2 separate regions of the Muntiacus reevesi genome follow, and region 1 is linked to region 2. Evidence: chromatin contacts called from public Hi-C data. All regions are on one chromosome and are shown on one strand. Each heading gives the region's core, a stretch centred on a gene start, on an enhancer-like site or on the middle of the called end of the contact. The rest is flanking DNA. Distances are from core to core; before and after follow the strand shown.

The links. A called contact is a pair of places that touch in the nucleus more often than the background predicts.
Region 1: a contact with region 2 is called in a Hi-C map of blood, with 5 times the contacts expected there. The contact joins the promoter of CDV3 here to the promoter of CEP63 in region 2. A contact is called at or near these places in 2 of 3 Hi-C or Micro-C datasets (blood and muscle).

Annotation. Positions count from the first base shown.
Region 1 is chr8:15,821,770-15,826,212 of mMunRee1.1, reverse strand. It overlaps CDV3 (CDV3 homolog), which reads left to right and starts at 1,310. Exons shown (of 5, transcript XM_065942178.1): 1 at 1,310-1,953; 2 at 2,644-2,720. The coding sequence starts at 1,714.
Region 2 is chr8:14,854,945-14,859,576 of mMunRee1.1, reverse strand. It overlaps CEP63 (centrosomal protein 63), which reads left to right and starts at 3,192. Exons shown (of 14, transcript XM_065942197.1): 1 at 3,192-3,440. The coding sequence starts at 3,192. ANAPC13 (anaphase promoting complex subunit 13) reads right to left here and starts at 3,317. Exons shown (of 3, transcript XM_065942206.1): 1 at 3,182-3,317; 2 at 1,474-1,604. The coding sequence starts at 1,572.

The sequences.
Region 1 (4,443 bases), core at 61-2,560, 970 kb before region 2:
ATTGGCTGTGCTCTATCTACCCTACAAGGCTACTAACATAACTCTGAGTCATTTCCTCAGTGGTTGTGTCTTTAGACGGAAGTGGAAAGCTTAGCATCTTTTATTAGACCGACTTTTTCATATGGGAGGATTCATTTCATCCTCAACTCCCAGAAGGTACTTAAATGGTACAACCACATACAGTCTGGGCACATTTGGTCCTCACTTCTATATATGCCATTCCTTTCCTCTTATCACGGATAAAAAAGATAGATTACAGCCATCATCTCATCAGGGTAGGGGTTATTATTTACATGTAAAATTATTTATAGCATCTAATGTATATTAGAAACTGCCTGTCAATGCAGGAGACATGAGAGACACAGGTTCGATCCCTGGAGAAGGAAATGGCAACCCACTCCAGTATTCTTGCCTGGAGAGTTACAATGACAGAGGAGCCTGGCAGCTACAGTCCATGCAGTCACAGAGTCAGACACGACTGAAGCGACTTAGCACAGCACAATATGTGTTAAGTACTGTGCTGGCGCCTAAGAGGTAATCTTTCCCCACATATCTTGCAAGAGCTAACATCTCCACTTTACAGATCAGGAGCTTGAGGGTCAGATTTAGCTTGACCTATTTCTAGATATCTCATAGAAAGTAGAATTCAGATAAAACCAATCTCCTTTCGACTACCTACTGGTTTATGTAGACCTTTTAGTAAATAAGAACTAAACTTCAAGCCCAAAGCACCTCATTTTCATAATAATCATCACCTATGAATAAAATGAATAGTTGCTAGACCAGAGAGGGTGAAAATACAGAGGCCAGCAGAGCAGACGATACCATCTTTATATAGCTAGCTTAGCACAGGGCCTTTCAGTCTCACTGAAGTTCAAACCACTACAAGGCCACAGTTTGCGGCTGACTAGCAGACACACGTGTACCCTACGCATGCGCCTAGAACGGACCTACCCACCCCTTCGATCGGACCTCTTTAGCCAAGTCACCAACAAGCCCTCTAAATGCCCGCCCTCAAGGCTAAACCCTCGACCAATCAGGAGGCAAAAGCCATCATGTACGTCACTTATTTAGCATATACCCTCTCCCCGCCCCCAAGCCACAGCCCCGCCCCGTCTGAGGCAGGGATTGTCGCCTAAGCGGTTCGTCCTGGCACCTGATTGGCTCCCTTGCCAGCTCCGCCTCCGTCTCCTCTCACCGCCCTCCCCTCCCCGCTCCCACAGTGGCGGGCGGAGCTAAGTACGCAGGCGCGGGCGCTGCCTCTCTTTTCTGGTGGCCCGCCCTCCTTCCTCCCCCTCCCTCCCCTCCCCACCCCCTGTCCCCTCCTCTCCCGGCCTGCGTGCTCGCGTCTTCCTCCTGCACTCGCCGCCGCTAACCCAGCACTCTCGCCGGAGCCTCTGGCCCGCGGGTTCCTTTTTCCCTCCAGCTGTGGAGCGGGCGGGATCCTGCACTGCGATCGCGGCAGCAGCTCCAGCCCGGGCGGGCTCGGGCGGAGGCAGCGGCACGCGAGCCCCTAGGAGGACCGTACCACCGTCCGCCAGCAGGCGGGGGGGGCCGGTCGCCCCGCTGCACACGCCTCAGCGACCCCGAGGGACTGAGGCGTCGCCGCGCCTGGGAGCTTGAGCGCCGAGCCGGCCTCGACCCCGAGCTCGGAGCCCCGACGGGCCGCGCCCGCCGCCGGCCCCACCCATCCGGGCCAAGGAGGCCGCGGCCATGGCTGAGACGGAGGAGCGGAGCCTAGATAACTTCTTCGCCAAGAGAGATAAAAAGAAGAAGAAGGAGCGGAGCAACCGGGCGGCGAGCGCAGCGAGCGCGGCGGGCGGCGCTGGCGGGAGCAGCGGAGCCACGGGCGCGGCGGGCGGTGGGGCGGGCGCAGGGACCCGGCCGGGAGATAGCGGGACCGCGGGCGTGGGGGCCACTGGCCCTGGGGCCGCCACCAAGGTTGTGACAAAGGTGAGGGGCCGGGGAGTTAGGGCTCGGGCCGCGCTCTTGCGCCCATGTGCCCGCCCCCGCCTGCCTGCCTGAGGAAGCGGCCGGGGCCGGCCGGCGGGCTGACGGGCACGGAGGCTGCCACGTGACGCGGGCTTCCCACGGCGGGCCGCCTCGCGTTCCCCGCCGGACCACAGCGGCCCAGCTCCCGACCCTCGTCGCCTGGCTCGGGCTAGCACGCAGGCAGGCGGCGGCACCCTCCCGGGGAATCGGCCCGGGTCGGAAGTACATCTATCGGGTGACGTCTACTCTGAGTAATTTAGCGTCCTGATTTCAGCCTAGTAGTGTGAACTGAATTTTCTAACAATCACATTTGCAGCAGATCTAATTGGCTCGACTTGGTCTGGAAACCTGTAAAAGAAAAGTCTCATACAAGATTGAGGTAGACGTTTAGTTGTGGGCTTACTATGGACTTCATCCGACGTTTCCTGGTTGCTTTTAAAGTAACAAGTCTCATGAAGGAACCGGGTGGAAGTAACAAAGTTTAGTCACGTTTGTCCTCAAGCCTAGTAGCCTTGGGATTGAGCAAGGGCTTTGGCCAGAAAACGAGTCCACACTTTAGGTTCCAACCACTTTATCCCTTAATAGTCTGATGGTTGTTTTAGTTGTGTTTTAAAAATAGCTTTAATTGACTACCTGGTACTTGTTTTACAGGAGGAAGATGAGTGGAAAGAATTTGAGCAAAAAGAGGTTGATTACAGCGGTCTAAGAGTTCAAGCAATGCAAATAAGGTATGGTTTGGTTACAGATAACGTTTATGTCACCCACCGGATAAATACTGTATGTTTGGGGTTTTTTTGTCCCAAAACAGCATCACAGTACTCTTGTGCTTTAGGTATGCTTATTACGACTAATGGATTGAGTCTATTCCTCCTCTGTGTTGGCAGCCCTTTTATATGCCAGTCAAATTAGCTGCCAGTTCTAAAATCCTGTGAGAGCTTGCCTACTTCGAATCTTGGTTAGGCCTTTTTGAGACAGCTAAAATGGATTTTGTGCTTTCAGAATTTTTGCTTTTATTATTGGTGGGTTGAACTTAGCTTTTGTCTCAAAAGATAACATGGGTGGTTGTATTTGAAGCATAGTTACAGGGAAATACAGATTTTACCTATTCAACTTGTGTAATCAGCACGGAAGTCAAGAAAGGAAATATTACTGGTAGAGAAGAAAGCCCCCTTCCTAACCTCTTGTAGTCATTGTTTTAACCCCCAAATAACCACTCTCCTAACACTGTAGATTAATTTTCCCTAGAAATTTATAGAAATGGAATCATAGTCTAAGCATAAAGTTTTAAAAAAACAGTAATTCCTGAAAATTACATTGATTGGTTTAGAAGATTTGAAATTAACACGTTTTATCAAATCCAGTCTATGGTAGTCACATGAACTTTAGATTCATGTAAATAAATGTCATGTTTTTGAAGATTTCATGAAGAGAAAATCCATTGGCTTAGATTAAAAACCGTTTATTCCCAGTTTCAAGAAGCAAGTGATCCTAGGGAATTACCTCAGTGCTCTCACTAGTAGGGGCCCAGGTTCTTTTACTGGTTGGGGAACTAGTCCTGCATACCATGCAGTGTGGCCAAAAAAGAAGTGACCCTGATGCACTGCCTTCCAGATTGAAGTTTGTGATTTATATTTACTCGTGACCACCTGGCACAGTGGAGGAAATAACTTTTCCTTAACAGAATACTGTTCTTTGACCTCACTCAGTTAAGCTCAGTCGCTCAGTCGTGTCCGACTTTGCGACCCCATGGACTGCAGGCTTCCCTATCTATCACCAACTCCTGGAGCTTGCTCAAACTCATGTCCATCAGGTCAGTGATGCCATCCAGACATCTTATCCTCTGTTGTTCCCTTCTCCTGCCTTTACTCTTTACCAGTATCAGAATCTTTTTCAGTGAGTCAGTTCTTCACATCAGGTGGCCACAGTATTGGAGTTTCAGCATCAGTCCTTCCAATGAAGGACTCACTAGATGGTAATGTTTATAATATTAAATAACTTGTTTAAAAAGCAGGGCTAATATTTATGACATTTGTTGAATACTTACCACAGCTAGGCATTCATGTCCTAGGTGCTTTCAAGTTGTTGCAAAGTGAAACCTGATTGACAGTGGGAAACTTAGGGAATAGTTTCTGTAAATTTGAAATACCTTCCTGGTGGTGTGAAGTAGAGGTGATAAGATTGGAGGTTTATTCCCAACCACTTTTTGGCTTCCTTTGTGTGTTAGATGTTTTTGAAGAGGTATATATTTAGAAAATAATCCAATTTCTTTCTCCTGGCGCTTAGCTTTTATAAATGGGGAGGAGGGATGTGGAGTTGTTATTTGTGGTAGTGGAAGCGCCTGTGTGTTGGGTTCCTGTGTTCTGTGGTAGAGTAGGCTTTTGCTCTGCCTTTCCTGATTGCCAGGCCATGAAATTTGTGTTCTCAAAGACTCGATTACTGAGCAAGAGCAGC
Region 2 (4,632 bases), core at 1,943-4,442:
GATCTCTACTTTAGGATCCTCACTCCTTAGGATGAGGGGTAAGCTTGATAACAAATGCTCCTCTCAAAATAAGGTCCAAGACCAACTTATCTTCTTACTTACGACAGTTATATTCTCCATCCACACTGAATACCTTACCATCTCCCAAAGCCATTCGAAACTTTTGCATGTCTGTTCCCACTGCTTGTCCACTCTCATTAACCCTCTGTTCCTCCCCTGTGACCAGCTTAAATGTGATTTTCCTCCTGAAGCCCCCTCAAATGCCCACCAGGCAAGCAGTCCCTTTTTAGACTACATAGCCCTTCATGACCTCCACTCAGAACACTTACTATTACAATTATTGTTTGATATATGTTGCCTTTCTAGACTCAGAGGGGCAGAAAACGTCCTAATGTTTACCTAGTCTTAAGGCACACAAGAGGCTTCAAAGAATTGCTTGTGGAATGAAAGAACCAAGAAAAGTCCACAGGGCAGGATCTGGAGCCTCACAGACCTCAGTGTGAAGTCCAGCTTATTAGCTACCAACCTTTAGGCAAGATCTCCTCTTTGATCCTATTTTCTTCCTGTACAGTGGGGACATCATCATCACCCCCGAAGGTTCTTTTAAGGATATAGATAAAATACGTCAGGTTTCAACCTCAGTCCATGGCACAAAACAGGTATTCAATCAAAGCGGAGCTATAATTCTTATTATGCTCTTTTGGTTATTTTTCTAAACTTGAACTAAGCTGTCATTTATTATCTGTTATGTGTATTATTCCTTGAACACATTACCTCTTATTCTTAAATGAAAATATATATGGCAGCAGCAGACCACCTGCTCGCAAGCTCTATTTAATCAACAAATCTTGGCAGGCTCTAAAGAAAAACAGTCCTTGTTCTTCTTGTTAGGCCTCTATGACATAAACAGAATTTTTAGTAAGCATTTATTCAAGCAAAACGTTTAGATCTTATGACGTGAAGCTTAACAAACTCCCTGCAGGAGAATTTTCCAGAGATTAGGGAAGAAAAGAGCCTGATGATCTAAATGTAAAAGAAGAAAAGTCAGGTCTCTTCTGAATATTTTCCAGGGAACTTCGACTAGGTATGTGTTCCAAAACTGTGAGTTTCTAAAAATGACAGGCCACAGTTAGAGAAATTAAGTGCATATACCACTGCTTCTTGTTCCTCCTCATGGTGTGCATTAAATTCTTTACTACCTTTGGTGTGCTGGACAGAACATAGCTCAGAGGACCTCAGTTCCAGTTTTCATATGACCTCTAATTGAGCTGGTCTGAATCAGCAGACCTCAGCAATCTGATCACATTCCTCTTCAAATACAAAGTTGAGCTAAATGCTCTCCAGAGGTTTCTAGTCAGAGGACTCCATAGTTTTGATTTCTTTGACTTTAGTTTATTTGTCCATTGATAACCTACAGCTACCAGGGTCTACCAGACCTTTAACCCATCACCCTCAGCACACATTACAGCCTACCAGTGGTATTGCAACATCCTCATAAGGCAGCTTGTCTTCTCGCCAAGCATCGTCAATCAAATCCAAGATCCTTCCATCTCTCTGTACCTCACTGTCCATTCTCTTGCAGCTTTGATCTTGTCGGATGGGACCTGTAAACCAGAGAGGTTATTTCTTAAACATGAAGAATGAAAAGATGATTTAATCCACCACTAGGGTTCTCTAGGCTTTCTAGTGTGGATGTTTTGGCAGAGGATCATCCAGGGAAAGACTCATCTCGCCTGGATTAGATTACAGTTTCTTTATAACATCACAGTACCTCCCAGCTGATCTTCCTAGTCACACATAGATTCCATCTTTTGGTAAAGTTTTCTTGGATCACTCAGCGTCAGCATGCATTCTGCCCTTGAATGGTTCCTTGTTTTTATGATTCACTAGGCAAGTTAAGTTGGCTTTGTGAATGATCGTTCAAGCATTATTGTTTCCAATTGCTGTGCGTAAATTTCTTATTAATGATTCAGCATGTTCTCCCCCAATTTGGCCTCAAATCGTTTTTCACCTATTCTTCTTTAGAATACATCTAACTTGTCACACTTTCCAGCCTTTGCACCTAAAAAGGTCTCTTTGCCCCATCACGAACACCTACTTTTCCTTCCAAACTCAAAGTTGGGTGTCAGCTCATCGGGGCCAATATCTCTTGTCCAGAGTTAGGCGTTAAAGTGCCTTCACTCTTCAGGGGCTGGAAGCCCGGAAAGTACAAGGCGGGCAATGACCAGGCCACAGCCACCGTCCCAGGCACTTGCCTGTCCCCATAATGAACAGTTACCACTTTCCTGAACAAAAATCTTTCTTACACACGTGACTGTCCCAAAGCTTGGAATGCTGTCTTCTTCCTTTTTTCCTCAGCTAACCCCCAGTTACTCTAAACAACTTAGCTCCCAGGTTGCCTCCTGCAGGAAGCTTTCTCTAAGCTCTAAGAAGAACGCGGTATCCGCCCCTCCGCAGGTTCCATATTTCCCTGCGCGCAGTGAATTGGCCCCATCAGGAGCTTGTTACATTGCCCGTTACAGGGTCTTCCCAGACAAGCGGTGCGTGCGTTTCTCCGGGACAGGGGCAGTTTTATTCACCTCTGTTTTAGAGCTCCGTAAACTTGTAGTTAAAAGAGCAAACCTGGAATGCCTTTCCCCCCGCTAAATATGACCCTCTCGGGCCACCACCGTCCATACAGGCATGGGATCCCGCCCCAAAGCCTCGGCTTCCGGACCGAGGCGGGCTATACCAAATGCGGAAGCGGGGGAAGTCCAGGACCGCCGTGTAAGTCCCTTTCTACCCTCCCGACGTACGGTAAGGGAGGTAGTTATGAGGATGAGGTGAGGACAACAACCTCGGCCGATAGGATCAGCAGAAAACCGAACGTGCTCCTCCCCGACACTACCTAAGCCAAGGCGCGGGAAACCTTTACCAGCGCCGGCCCAGCGCGGCCAGGACCACGCCCCCAGCGGCCATGTGACCGACGCGCCCTGCTCTCCGATCCCCGGATGTCGGTGAGCCCATTTGGCCGGGCGGAGGGGGAGTCAAGGAGGACGTTGCTTCAATCAAAAGTGAGGGAGCAGTAGGCGGAACGAACGTTCCGAAGACCGTGACTGGACGTCAGGTTGGCCGTGACGCGCGTGCGCGCCCCCGTCCGGAGGTAACGGCGGGAAGACTCGGGGGCGCGCTCGTGGCAGGCCTGTAACCGCATGTGTGAGAGTCCAACAGGCGACGGGTGCCCGTGTCCGGAACCGGAGGCAGCCCTGGCTGCAGTGGGGCCGCGGACTGAGCGGCCGAATGGCCGGGGGCCGACTTCCTCAGCCGCCCGCTGGCCTCCAGGCTCGCCTCCGCCGGCCCGGCTCCGCCCCGGCGCCCCGCCCCTCCTCCTCGCCGCGAACGCTTCGCAGACTCGCGAAGCCAGATATGGCCTCCCACGGCGCGCAGTCCGGGCTAGCCAGGTGGTCAGCCCTTCCCCTGAGGCCGGCCGTGGGAGGGCGGCGGGGTGGGCGAGCTGCTCCTCTTCTCCCAGCGGAGTCGGCAGCGAGCCAGTCTGCCACTTCTGGGGAGGTACCCCGGCCCAGCCCTCCCACCTAGGCTGCCTCATCTGGTTAGCTTCCTAGCCTTGTTGGACTTAGGTTACTGACGGCCGGTGATAGCGGTTCATTTATGGGTGGGAAATTTAGCAAGTTTTTGAAAGTAATTGGTTTAAAAACCTTAATGTTAGTTCCAGAGGTACGGTAATGTGGCAGAAATCATGAAGGACTGAGTTTGGGGAACCCTGAACTCTTACTGATTGCTCCATAGAAATCAGGGATGCGAAATAAATAATAAAGTGAGAGAACAAAAGGGATGGGTCCATAGAACACTATGATCATGAACATATTTGAAAGCAGTAAAGCTAGGCTCATAATGTAGTTTTTACAACATCAGAGTAAAAGTGAGCTTGCTGTCAGCGACTCGTGTTCATTTACAGCGACTAGTTAGAGCACACGTATTGTGCAGAGTAGTTTTCCTTAAGCCTTACGAACGGTTCCTTAAACCAGTCTTAACATTTTTTTTTCTTCCTTTAATAGAACAGTACTGTAGGATTTGTGCCCTGTAGTTACACAGTTCCCCACATACTTGCATTTAACTATTTTCTAGATACGAAGAGGAAACCATAAGGATCATTAACTACACATTACCTTCAAATATTTCTATACTGATCATAGCTGTAGCTTAATATAATTTATTATCCTTTATTATTTATTACATCCTTTATTATTATTATTATATCCTTTAGGGTATATATTTTCTTAATTGAAATGTAGTATCATTAGGTTTTTATCTTGAGCTTCTTTCGTTTTGACTATATCATCAGTGATCAGTATAGTAAGAACGACTGAAATTAAAATGGGCTAAATATTTATAAACATTCAGTTACTTTAAAATGGATGTAGATTCAAGTTTTAACAGTTATTGTAGTTGTTGTATGTATTAACTGTATTGATGCCACTTGTCTCCCGTTAAAAGGTAGAACAACTTTGCTTGGCCTTCACGTTCTCAATTAAGATAGTCGTGGTATTGGATGGTAACAGCATCAGTAGTCAGCTTTATTAGAGCGTCCTACTTTTAAACGTATGTCAGCTTGATTTGAAATTCAGCTAAAAC